3 separate regions of the Mus musculus genome follow, and all the other regions are linked to region 3. Evidence: chromatin contacts called from public HiChIP or PLAC-seq data. All regions are on one chromosome and are shown on one strand. Each heading gives the region's core, a stretch centred on a gene start, on an enhancer-like site or on the middle of the called end of the contact. The rest is flanking DNA. Distances are from core to core; before and after follow the strand shown. Region 1 has its middle 32 kb from the start of Gm39286. Region 2 has its middle 17 kb from the start of Gm51605. Region 3 overlaps Pard3 (par-3 family cell polarity regulator).

Region 1 (3,451 bases), core at 148-2,647, 610 kb before region 3:
CTGGCAAGATTCTTAGCACCTACCCTGCAGTCTGGCATTGCAGAAAACTATCCTGGTGTGTGTGTGTGTGTGTGTGTGTGTGTGTGTGTGTGTGTGTGTTTCTAGCACTCAATGGAGGGCAGCTGCAGGGAGGGAATTGGGGTGAGGAAGACAAGCCAAAGAAAATCCACTCAGGGAGATAAGGAGAACGCTTCCAAACAGCTCCTAGAAGGCGTAGGGTCCCTCGGAAGGCTTTCTCTTCACAGTCAGGGATATAATAGAAGTGGTTGCTATGGAAACCGGTGTAAAAGCAGAGAGGAGAAAGGAGAGGGCTGACTAGGGGGAGGCAAGAGTGAGGCGGCAACATCAAAGGGTGTGTGTGTGTGTGTGTGTGTGTGTGTGTGTGTATGCTGCAGCACCTCTACATCTGATGAGAGAAAACAAGTCAGGCGGCGGCAGCTTGTTACCATTCCTGAACAGGTCAGGGATTACCACACACAGTGATCCTTCCTCTGGAAACCTGTGTGCTAAGCCTGCTCTCCCACAATAGAGCTCATCAGCTGGGCCCCGGGGAGGGGGGGGGGGGACGGGGTCGTGTAGGTGGAGTGAACTCTTTGGCTGTCCATGCCATTTGTTTTGCACACAATTTTGGGGGACAGTCTTAGAGAGCAGGCCATTTGTCTGTGTCTTGATTTTATCACGTGCCTTCTTCCGAGGCATGGAAGCACCCTTGCTTAAGAAAGTCACCACAGACAGAATAGCTTAAAGAAAAGACATGACAGTGTTGGGTGCTGTGTGGACCAGGAAAAAAGAAAGAAAGAAAGAAAAATGTGAGCTACACCATCAGAGCCCTGAGCACACATGCCCTAGGGGCAGGTGCTGTAGGGAAACAGAAACCAAAGCCCAGGTCACACACTGGGTTCTAGTGTGGTCATCTGAGTGAGGGGAAGGGTGATTGCATCCCCTCAGGCTAGGGACAGCTCCCCACCCCCACCCCCAGTCCTGACAGAATGCCCTTTCCTGCTGACTCATGCACACAGCTCTGCCAAAGATGGTCCAATGGAAGCACACCAGCTACTCAGATGATTTTAAGTGCTCCAGTAGCCACAGCCAAAAGGGGTGGGGGTGGGGGTGGGACCAGACTGACTAGTTTCCTAAAATTCTCGTAAGCCTATAAACCCCCAAAGTGGCCACCTCAAGGAAATCAATTAGAAATCACTGCTTTTTGTTTTCGTAGTGTCGGGGGTTGGACCCAAGGCAAAACAAACACTGGACCATGTAGTTATGGCGTGGCCTACGGCGTAGAGATTATTAATGAGGTATGTCAGATTCTTTCACACTGTATCTTTGAACCCTGGTGTGTGGGCTCTGCAAGTCAGATATCCGGTGAGTCACTCCTTAGGCTCTTCATAGCCAGGCGGGGCTGCTTGTGTTGGGCAGCAACACAGCCCTAGAATTTTCCATCACACTGATGGAAGCCGGGCGTGTGCTCATTGTAGCCAACAGCCATGGGTGACTGGGCTGGGTGTCTTCTGAGTCAGGAAAGCCTCCATCTTTCAGCTCAGAGTGAGTCTGTGCAGAGAGTCAGCTTCAGTCCTCGAGGCTCCGGTGGTTTGGTGACCATTTGAAGACATGGATAGTCCTGGTAATGCGGGACTGGGTTAAGGGATAGAAAGGAACAGCACGTGTCCCTTCTAGACTCAGAGGGGAGTAGCCGGTGTCCCGTGCAATAGAATAGCACCTCTACCTCATAGCCTAGCAATACTCAGACATTAAGACACCCAGAATCACGCCTGGTGATTACATGTCTATAATCACAGAGGCTTGGGAGACTGAGGCAGGAGGGTCACAAAATCAGAAGCTGGACCCTGACTTTTCCTGTCTAGACATATGTTAAATTAAAGATTGTTTCTTAAAGGTCTACACACCTTCCTGGAAAAGCTTCCTCTGCAGGGTGAGGGTGGACAGTCGCCGGAACAGCCCGTAGTTTCCCACGAGGAGTAGGATGAATCACATCAGCTGCTTTCAGCAGACCTTGGCATGCTATAATTGCCTGTAAATATTAGCATGACCATGAATGCCTTGCTATTACCAACTGTAAAGGCGGGACAGGGTCACACTGAGAGCTGGAGGTGCCCTCTACTAATCCACAACCTTCTTGAGACAGGTGGTCCCTTGAGCTGAGAGTAAGGACCCTTCCCCTCATTCCAAGCACCTGCTGGGCACTTATCTGTTGTTTATTCTATGCAAAGTATTGCTGGGTAGATGAAGAGGTGAAGGGCCAAAGGGCATTACTTCCATCTAAAAGCCTATGCCAAGAAAGGAAGAACAGGCTGAAGAACGGGCTGAAGCAATGCCCAGGAGTTAGGAGCACATATTGCTATTGCGGAGGACCTGAGTTTGGTTCTAAGCACCCATGTGGGGAGTCTCAAAACTCCTTGTAACTCCATCTCTAGAGGACCAGGTGCCTTTTCTGGCCTCCAAGGCCACTGCACTCAGATGCACAAACTCCTCCCCTCTTCCTCCCCCTCCTTCTCATCCTTCTCCCCCCCCCTCCTCCTCTGCTCTCCCCCCCACACACATACAATTAAAATTAAATATTTCTAAAAAGAGTGATAGAGACTATGTTGCCACGAGTGGGGACTGTGATAGACTCATTCATGCTAAGGGTTTGGGAAGCCTAGAGAAGGAGACTGACCCCAGGGGGACCTCCTCAATGAAGAGCCATGGGAAATGGCAGTCAGCAGGACTGAGGTTTCTTAGAAGTGATCAAGTGACTTAGTGGTGTCTGGAGCATCAATCACATCTCAGTTTCAATGCACACGCACTCTCAATTAGCCTCTTGATGGTTCACAAGAGGGGACTCCAGCCCCATGGCAGAGCCACTCTAGGGTAAGAGCAGCATTCAGGTTTATCACTGGACCAATAGCACTGGTACAACATGGTGGTGTGCACCTTAAATCCCAGCACTCAGAAGCAGAGGCAGGAGGATCTCTGTGAGTACCAGGCCAGCCAGGGCTACACGTGAGGCCCTGTCTCAAAAACAACAACACAAGAACTACTGGCCTAGTGGGATGCCTGGTTCCTGCAGCTCATAGACCTACAAGAAACCTTTGGGGTTTGGGGGGCTGCTGGAGAGATGGCCTGGCAGTTAAGAGCACTGACTGCTCTTCTAGAGGTCCTAAGTTCAATTCCAGCAACCACATGGTGACTCACAACCATCTGTAATGGGATCTGATTCCCTCTTTTTGGTGTGTCTGAAGACAGTGACAGTGTAATCATATATATATATATATATATATATATATATATATATATATATATATATATATAAATCTTTTTTTTAAGAGAAATCTTTAGGATGCTTGTAGGGTAGGGGTAGGGGAGTGGGTGTGTGGAGGAGTCACTGGGGAGTGAGATTGGGGGTGGGGGAAAACGGCTCCCCTCAGGGACAATCTGGTTGGGCAGACTT
Region 2 (3,437 bases), core at 410-2,909, 630 kb before region 3:
AGAGGGAGGGAGAAAGGAAGAAAGAAAGGTAGAGGAAGAGAAAAAGAGAGAAAAAAGCAAAAGAGAAAGAGAAAAGAGAAAGAGAGAAAGAGAGAAAGAAAGAAAGAAAGAAAGAGAAAGGAAGAAAGAAAAAGAAAGAAAGACAGAAAAAGAAAGAAATAAAGAAAGGAAGGAAGAAAGAAAGGTAGAGGAAGAGAGAAAGAGAGAAAAAGCAAAAGAGAAAGAGAAAGAAAAAGAGAGAGAAAGGAAGAAAGAAAATGAAAGCGAGAAAGACAAAAAAGAAAGAAAGAAAGAGAGGGAGAAAGGAAGAAAGAAAGGTAGAGGAAGAAAGAAAGAGAAAAAGCAAAAGAGAAAGAGAGAAAAGAGAAAGAAAGAGAGAGAAAGAGAGAGAGAAAAAGGAAGAAAGAAAATGAAAGAAAGAAAGAAAGAAAGAAAGAAAGAAAGAGAAAGGGATAGAGAAAGAGAGAAAGGAAGAGAAAGAAAGAGAAGAAGAGAAAGGAAGAAAAAGAGAAAAGAAAAAGAGAAAGAAAAAAGAGAAAGAATGGAAGAAAGGAAGAAAGAGAGAGAGAGAGAGAGAGAGAGAGAGAGAGAGAGAGAGAGAGAGAAGGAAAAAGAGAAAGAAAGGCAGGGAGCGTGGAGACCTTAAAAGCACTGGCTGCTCTTACATAGGACCCAGGTTTAGCTCCCAGCACCCACATGATAGCTCACTAACATCTGTAACTCCACTTCTAGTGACTCAATGCTCTCTTCTGACCTGCAAGGGCACTGAACAAGCACACTGAATACAGACATGCTCGCAGGCAAAATGCCCCCAAACATAAAAATTTTAATAATAATAATAAAGCTTTCAAAAAACCCTCCCCTAATCACCACAAAAGAAAGACCTGCTCTCCACATTAAGACGTCTAAAGACTGTGATTAATTGGGTAGCGACTGTCTAATGACCTGGAGGTTCCTGTAGGGCAAAGGACTCAGCTAGCTTGAGAACAGGGCTCTTTTAGTGCCCCATGAGGTAGGGATTAGGGGGCGTGGTTCCCTCCATTGCTTCTCCAAAGAAAACACGCCTGACTAGCAGCAGAGATCAATAAAAAGACATCACACCGAAAACAAGAAATCTCACGGGAGGGGAGGCTGACGTCCTTTCTTATTTATGGCTCACGATGAACAGCGGACAGATGTGCTGAGGGAGATCAGAAAGCCGCTCTTAGTTGGGGCTGATTCTGGGGGTCTTTGGAGCAACCGCTTCTCCCAACACTTGACACTGTGACGATGTAATTGGTTTTGGGAGAGCTGGGAGTGGGATAAGGGATTTTCCGGAGGAAGATGAACGCAGGAATGCAGCTCTGGACTGAAGCTGCTGACCCGATTCCTCCAAAATAGATCCCACATCACAGAGCAGCGGGAATCTAAGCCTTCCCAGAGCGCCCACCCGCACTGCTACAAACACCTAATTCATGAAAGAAATGAGCTTTAAAGATGGCAGCCATGCCACCCGTTAGCTGTTTGGTCATCGAAGTGCTTCTAGAAATGGAAAAGAGCTATTCAGCACTAAAGATTTAGGAACGTCTGTTGACATTAAGGAAGCAGCCTCATGGGAGAGCTGACAAGGCTCCCAGAAACATCACCAAGGGAACGGTGACGCAAATGCGTTTGGTTTTCACAGACTGGCGTGCTGCCAGACTCCCTGCCTGACGGCTGATGTAACTCCAGTTCCTATCTAGGTTAGCTTGCTTAGATAGTGCCAGCAGAACACGCAGCCGCAGTCAACAGCAAGCTTCTTTTGGAGACCAGAGTAAAAGGATAAACATATGTTTTCTTCTTTAGATCCTGATGTGTATTGTATTTTAAAGGGGGTACAAGGCTGGAGAGATGGGTCCACGGGTTACAAGGACGGGCTACACTTCTGGAGGATCAGAGTTCGAGTCCCAGCACCCACATGGTAGTTTGCAATCATCCATATTCCAGTCTCAGAGTATTGCGCCCCTCTTCTGACCTCTGTGGGCACCAGGCATGAATACGGCACACAGACATACATGCAAACAAAACTTCTATACACATATACATTTTTTAAAAAAGAATTATTTATTTTATGTATGTGAGTACACCATCACTCTCTTCAGACACACCAGAAGAGGGTATCAAATCCCATTACAGATGTTTGTGAGACACCATGTGGTTGCTGGGAATTGAACTCAGGACCTCTGGAAGGATGAGCAGTCAGTGCTCTAAACCGCTGAGCCATCTCTCCAGCCTATATATATATAACGTTTACAAAGGAAAAGAAAGGAATCTCATGTCAGCCTAAATTCTACCTCAACACAGACCAGAGGCAAGCCTGTCACCCACAAAAGGCATCACTATTTCACAAATATCAGCTCTCAATACTGTTTAGCCTATTAGGGAATAAGAAGGAGACTGTTCCCAGCTGAGCCAAATAATGACAGGAGAAAGCAGAGGACATTAGTTGTGAATGCAAAGATAATGATCCTTTTCATTATTGACTAAATGGGCTGAGGCCTCTGAAACCTGCGCTAAAAGATCACTATTCTAAAACATTTTTCTTAGAGACTGCCGATTTCCGGGTTTGTTTGTTTGTTTACAATCAATAAAGGAGAATTGTTAATTGGAAACATTCCCCCCAGACTCGGGTCAGATGTTGATGCGTTGTCTTCCGCAGGGTGTAAAGGGACAGAAAGCCAAGAAACAAACAAACAAACAAAGACTAGCTTTTAAAGCTTACTAGGTTATCCCAGGACAGAGGAACCTGTGCTGTCTTTAAAGGCCAGAAGCTGATATATAATTGGTTCCCTGGCCTTTAGAGGCAGGTAATTAAATCAGCAAGAGAGGGAGGGGCGAACAGTAATGGAGACAAAAGAGCCAGGCTAAAAATACAAGGGAAGGACCAGAGCTGACCGGATACCAGTCCTTGAAGGCACAGTATTGATCATGCCCAGGTTTACAGCACACCCCTCCCACTCTGCTCTGTTTTCCCTCCTCCACCCCTCTCCTCTACCCACCCATTTCCTTTTCTTCTTTCCTTTATTTATTTGTTTGCTTACTTATGTGGGTTTTTGTTTGTTTGTTTGTTTTGTTTTGTTTTTTGAGACAGGGTCTTTCTGCGTAATTCAGGCCTTAAACTCACACCATCCTTTCTACCTCAACCTCCCAGGTGTTGGATTGCAGGTATATGCCACCACTCCTAGGTTAACCCATTCTTTGTTTGTTCTCTGTGTGTGTATGTGTGTGTGTGTGTGTGTGTGTGTGTGTATGCGTGCGTGTGTGTGTGTGTGTGTGTATGCGTGCGTGTGTGTGTGTGCGTGTGTATGCGTGTGTGTGTGTGTGTGTGTGTGTGTGTGTGTGTGTGTGTGTGTGTTGATGTACATGTGAAGGCATATGGAGGTGAGAGTCAACCCCAGGTATTTTTCCTCAAATGCTAT
Region 3 (3,494 bases), core at 655-3,154:
GAGGTCCTGTTCACACACTGGGAGTGTTCTGAGCCCTCACATTCTCCCTGTTGGAATGAAATGATGGTTCCTTAGAAAGCATTCTTGCTTTGTCTTCAGCATCTCGGGGTTCTGGGGGGGGGGTCCTCTTATCTGTGTGGTGGTGTTTGGTTTCTGTAACGGGGTGTCCTTTTTGAAATCTTTACTCACTTGTTGCTTTTAAGTCACGGAGATCTGGTTGTACCCATGTATTCTAAAGTGTTTCCTTCAGACTGGGTGACAGGTTTTTGTTTTTATTCTTCGTTGGTGCTGGGGACAGAACTCAGAGCCTTGCTCATGCTGTGTACACACTCAACCATGGAACTGCACCAGGGCTGTTCTTAATTGGCTAGAGGTGTGTGCACACAAAATGCTGTGTTATCTCTGCCTGTGGCTGAGGTTCAGTGAGTCCTCAGGAAGTGGGTGGGTCAGCAGGAGCTGCCATGCGGGGATTCCTCAATATGTCTGATGGTTTTCACCTTAAGAGTCTGCCGGGGGCTGGAAGAGCTGGAATCTTGGGTTTGGAAAGCTTCCCAGGTGGTGGCTCCACAGAGCTCAGAACCCTGTTGTAACTATTTATGTTTATGTATATGTCCGACAGAGAATGTTGTAGACACAATGTGTATGTCCACAGAGGATGTTGTAGACACAATAGTGTGTGGTTACTTTTTGTGAACTTGATACAATTAGAGTCTCCTGAGAGGAGGGAACAGTAATAGAAGAATTGCCTCCATCTGCTTGACCTGTAGAGAGTCTGTGTGCTCATCCAGACATTGTTGTCACTTTCTGGATATGCCACGAAGCCGCTGTTGTATCTCTGTATTTGTAGACTGCCCACCCCCACTCTGGCTGTCTCTATAAGCCCCAGCTCGGATTCTGTCCCCACTAAGTCCCCACTCTCATCTCTGCCCCTGCAATGCTGGCTCTCACCACTGTTTACTTCTGTGGCTGAACCTCCCAAACCTGTTTTGCTCCAGTGTCCCTCCCTCATCTGATAATGTTGTAGTTTCCAGTGTTGTCATTTGAGGAAGTCTGTTTCCTAATTATCAGCTGTGTAATTACATCCTTTGGAGTTCCTACACAGCTAATTTGTTTCTTTGTTTCCAAGCAGGGTTTTATAAGGAACTTTAAGTGTGCTCGGGAATGTGACTTGGGGAGGCTGGTCTGGTTTCTAAAGCCGGTGGGATAGGTGATAACCCAGTATTTGGGGCTGTCATTCTGCTCTGTAAGTATGTTTTAAAAACTTTTTTTTTTTTAAAAAAATCGTAATTAAAACATAATTTCAGAATCCATTCCCCCTTCTGTTTCCTTTCTGTAATCCTCCCCATAATCCCCCCTTGCTCACTCTCCAATTCATAGGCTCCATTTTCTTTAATTTTGTAACAAAGATATTCCTAAATATGTCACTGTAAGCTGTTCAGAAAAGGTTTATAGGGTTAGCCCTTATTAAAGAATTCCCTTATTTCAGAACAAGTGTTAATAATAGGTCAAAACCAGCCACTGAAAGGGCATTTCCCATGCACTTGCCCCTGAACTCAGGTACCATCATTGAAGAGGGCATAGAATGATTTTAAGGACCAGTGTTTTGTGTGTGTGTGTGTGTGTGTGTGTGTATGGGTGGGGGAGGAGGGAGGGAGGGAGGGAGAGACAGATAGAGAGAAAGAGACGGAGGGAAGGAGGCATAGAGAGAAGGAAGGAGGGAGAGAGACAGAGACAGAGGGTAGGAAGGAGGAAAGGAGAGGAAGAGGGAAGGAGACGGAGGGAGGGAGGGAGGGAGGGAGGGAGGGAGAGAGAGAGAGAGAGAGAGGATAAGAGCTAGATATTGGGTCATCACAGCATCTTCTGGATGGGACAGGGCCAATGTGCTTATCACGGCACAGCAGCTGTGGTTGCCTGCAAAGGACCCAAACAGAATCAAGCCAGCCAGTTTTCCAGCACGGAGTGGGCAGGGGTTTCCTAGCCTATATCACTAACAGAGGAGTCATGGACACTTTCCTTAGGGATATGACTTCTGGTAGGTCAACTTGTGGGAGGCTCCACGCCCAGGAGTATATATATGGACAGCATAAAATGAGTAAGATTGGGTAGTTAAAAAAAATTAAAAGTAAAAGGAGGACAGGAAATTGGGGGCATGGTGGAAAGGCATGGGTGGATCTGGGAGGAGTTGAGAGGGTGATAAACATGAGCGAAAGACATGATGTGACGTTATTCAAGAATTAATAAAATATATCCAAAAGTCCATTATTTCTGGCTGAGAATAAAGGCAGGGCTGTCTCTGGGAAGGTGGGGGGCTTATCTGGTGTCCAGCATCCCCACTGAGTTAAAGAGTGCTATCTAAATATTTGTCAGGGTAATAAATGGCAAATAAATGGTAATAAATGTGTTTCCAGCAGGAGGTTTCTGCCATCTCATCTGTGGTGGACTGACTGGGATAGATAAACGTGGATTGCTGACCAGTGCCAGGGAGAAACAGATCTATGCCAGGAAGTGGAGTGTGGGAAAGAACAGCACAGTGGGAGGAATGAGCCTGCCTTTCCAGGAGGTGTAAACAAGCACAAACATAATGGGAGATAGGAGAGCCCAGCACCTTGGTCTGCAGGGACAGACCGAGACAGGCATGTGGAGGTCTTGCTTGTGAGCCTCTACTACTCTGCCCTGACTGTTGTGTTCCTTGTCAGTAGATGGCAGAGCCACAGGAAGGGACACCCCTGTCTTGGCATTCCTTTGAAGATACCATCACAGATCCCTCCCTTGTCTGGGGATTAGAGTCCTCTGGGAGGACAGAGAACTCCATTTCTGGCAACAGTGGCCCTAGGTACCTCCTAGCCTGGGCTGGCCACCCTCTCATGGCTGTTGGGAGTTACACGCGGAGCACCAGTGTCTAGGGGCCCTGCCTTGGTCTCCACTGGTATTGTGACCATGTGGTGCTGTCGGACCTCGACCCAGAGCCCTCCCAGGGTGGGCTGGGCTGAGTTTGAGTGGAAGAGCCATAAGCTACAGCTGACTCAGTGCTTGCCCAGGCTTCCAAGGAGGAAAGCAGAGGTAGGTATCGGGCCTTCCGCATGCTTGGTGTCTGTACAGGTTACTTCCCTCAGTTGAGAAGTATTTCTCTGGATTCAGTTCTGTTTAGGATATCCAGGTGTATGGGATTGCCACGTGTGTTTGTGACTGGGTAACCTGAGAAAGGATTTTATTGCTGTTGTTGTTTTAAAAATATTTTCTGTTATTTAGGAACAAGCCAAGAGGTGGGTTCGGATTAAGTGGGAGAAGGGAGCTGTTTCCAGGTTGCTTTGTTTGATCCGGAGCTCCCGGGGGCCCGTGAGAGTGGGTTGTATTTCAGTGGGCATGCTCTTTCAGGTCAGAGTCTCCTTTGGTCCAAGTTGGGTCTCCTCTTTGCTGCCTGCGGAGTGAACGTGCAGTGTAGATTTTCTTTTCTCAGCTGATGACTATCTTTAAGGCTCTCCCAGGGTGGTTAT

What was found. HiChIP or PLAC-seq counts read pairs in DNA pulled down with a chosen protein or histone mark.
Region 1: a FOXA1 HiChIP or PLAC-seq map of pancreatic cancer cells shows a contact between it and region 3. The contact joins two enhancer-like sites.
Region 2: a contact with region 3 is called in a FOXA1 HiChIP or PLAC-seq map of pancreatic cancer cells. The contact joins two enhancer-like sites. A contact is called at or near these places in 1 of 484 Hi-C or Micro-C datasets (LSK cells) and 1 of 115 datasets of contacts at active chromatin or transcription factors (pancreatic cancer cells).

The regions. Positions count from the first base shown.
Region 1 is chr8:126,538,519-126,541,969 of GRCm38.p6, forward strand. No RefSeq gene overlaps it. Among named protein-coding and RNA genes, the nearest start is that of Gm39286, 32 kb to the right of the region's middle. Within about 2 kb of position 1,398, at least 216 of the 459 cell types and tissues checked have an H3K27ac peak or open chromatin away from gene starts, as enhancers often do. A contact at or near this core is called in pancreatic cancer cells, where this site is marked.
Region 2 is chr8:126,515,707-126,519,143 of GRCm38.p6, forward strand. No RefSeq gene overlaps it. Among named protein-coding and RNA genes, the nearest start is that of Gm51605, 17 kb to the left of the region's middle. Within about 2 kb of position 1,660, at least 223 of the 459 cell types and tissues checked have an H3K27ac peak or open chromatin away from gene starts, as enhancers often do. A contact at or near this core is called in pancreatic cancer cells, where this site is marked.
Region 3 is chr8:127,144,362-127,147,855 of GRCm38.p6, forward strand. The region is part of intron 1 of Pard3 (par-3 family cell polarity regulator); the gene reads left to right. Among named protein-coding and RNA genes, the nearest start is that of Pard3, 82 kb to the left of the region's middle. Within about 2 kb of position 1,905, at least 38 of the 459 cell types and tissues checked have an H3K27ac peak or open chromatin away from gene starts, as enhancers often do. A contact at or near this core is called in pancreatic cancer cells, where this site is marked.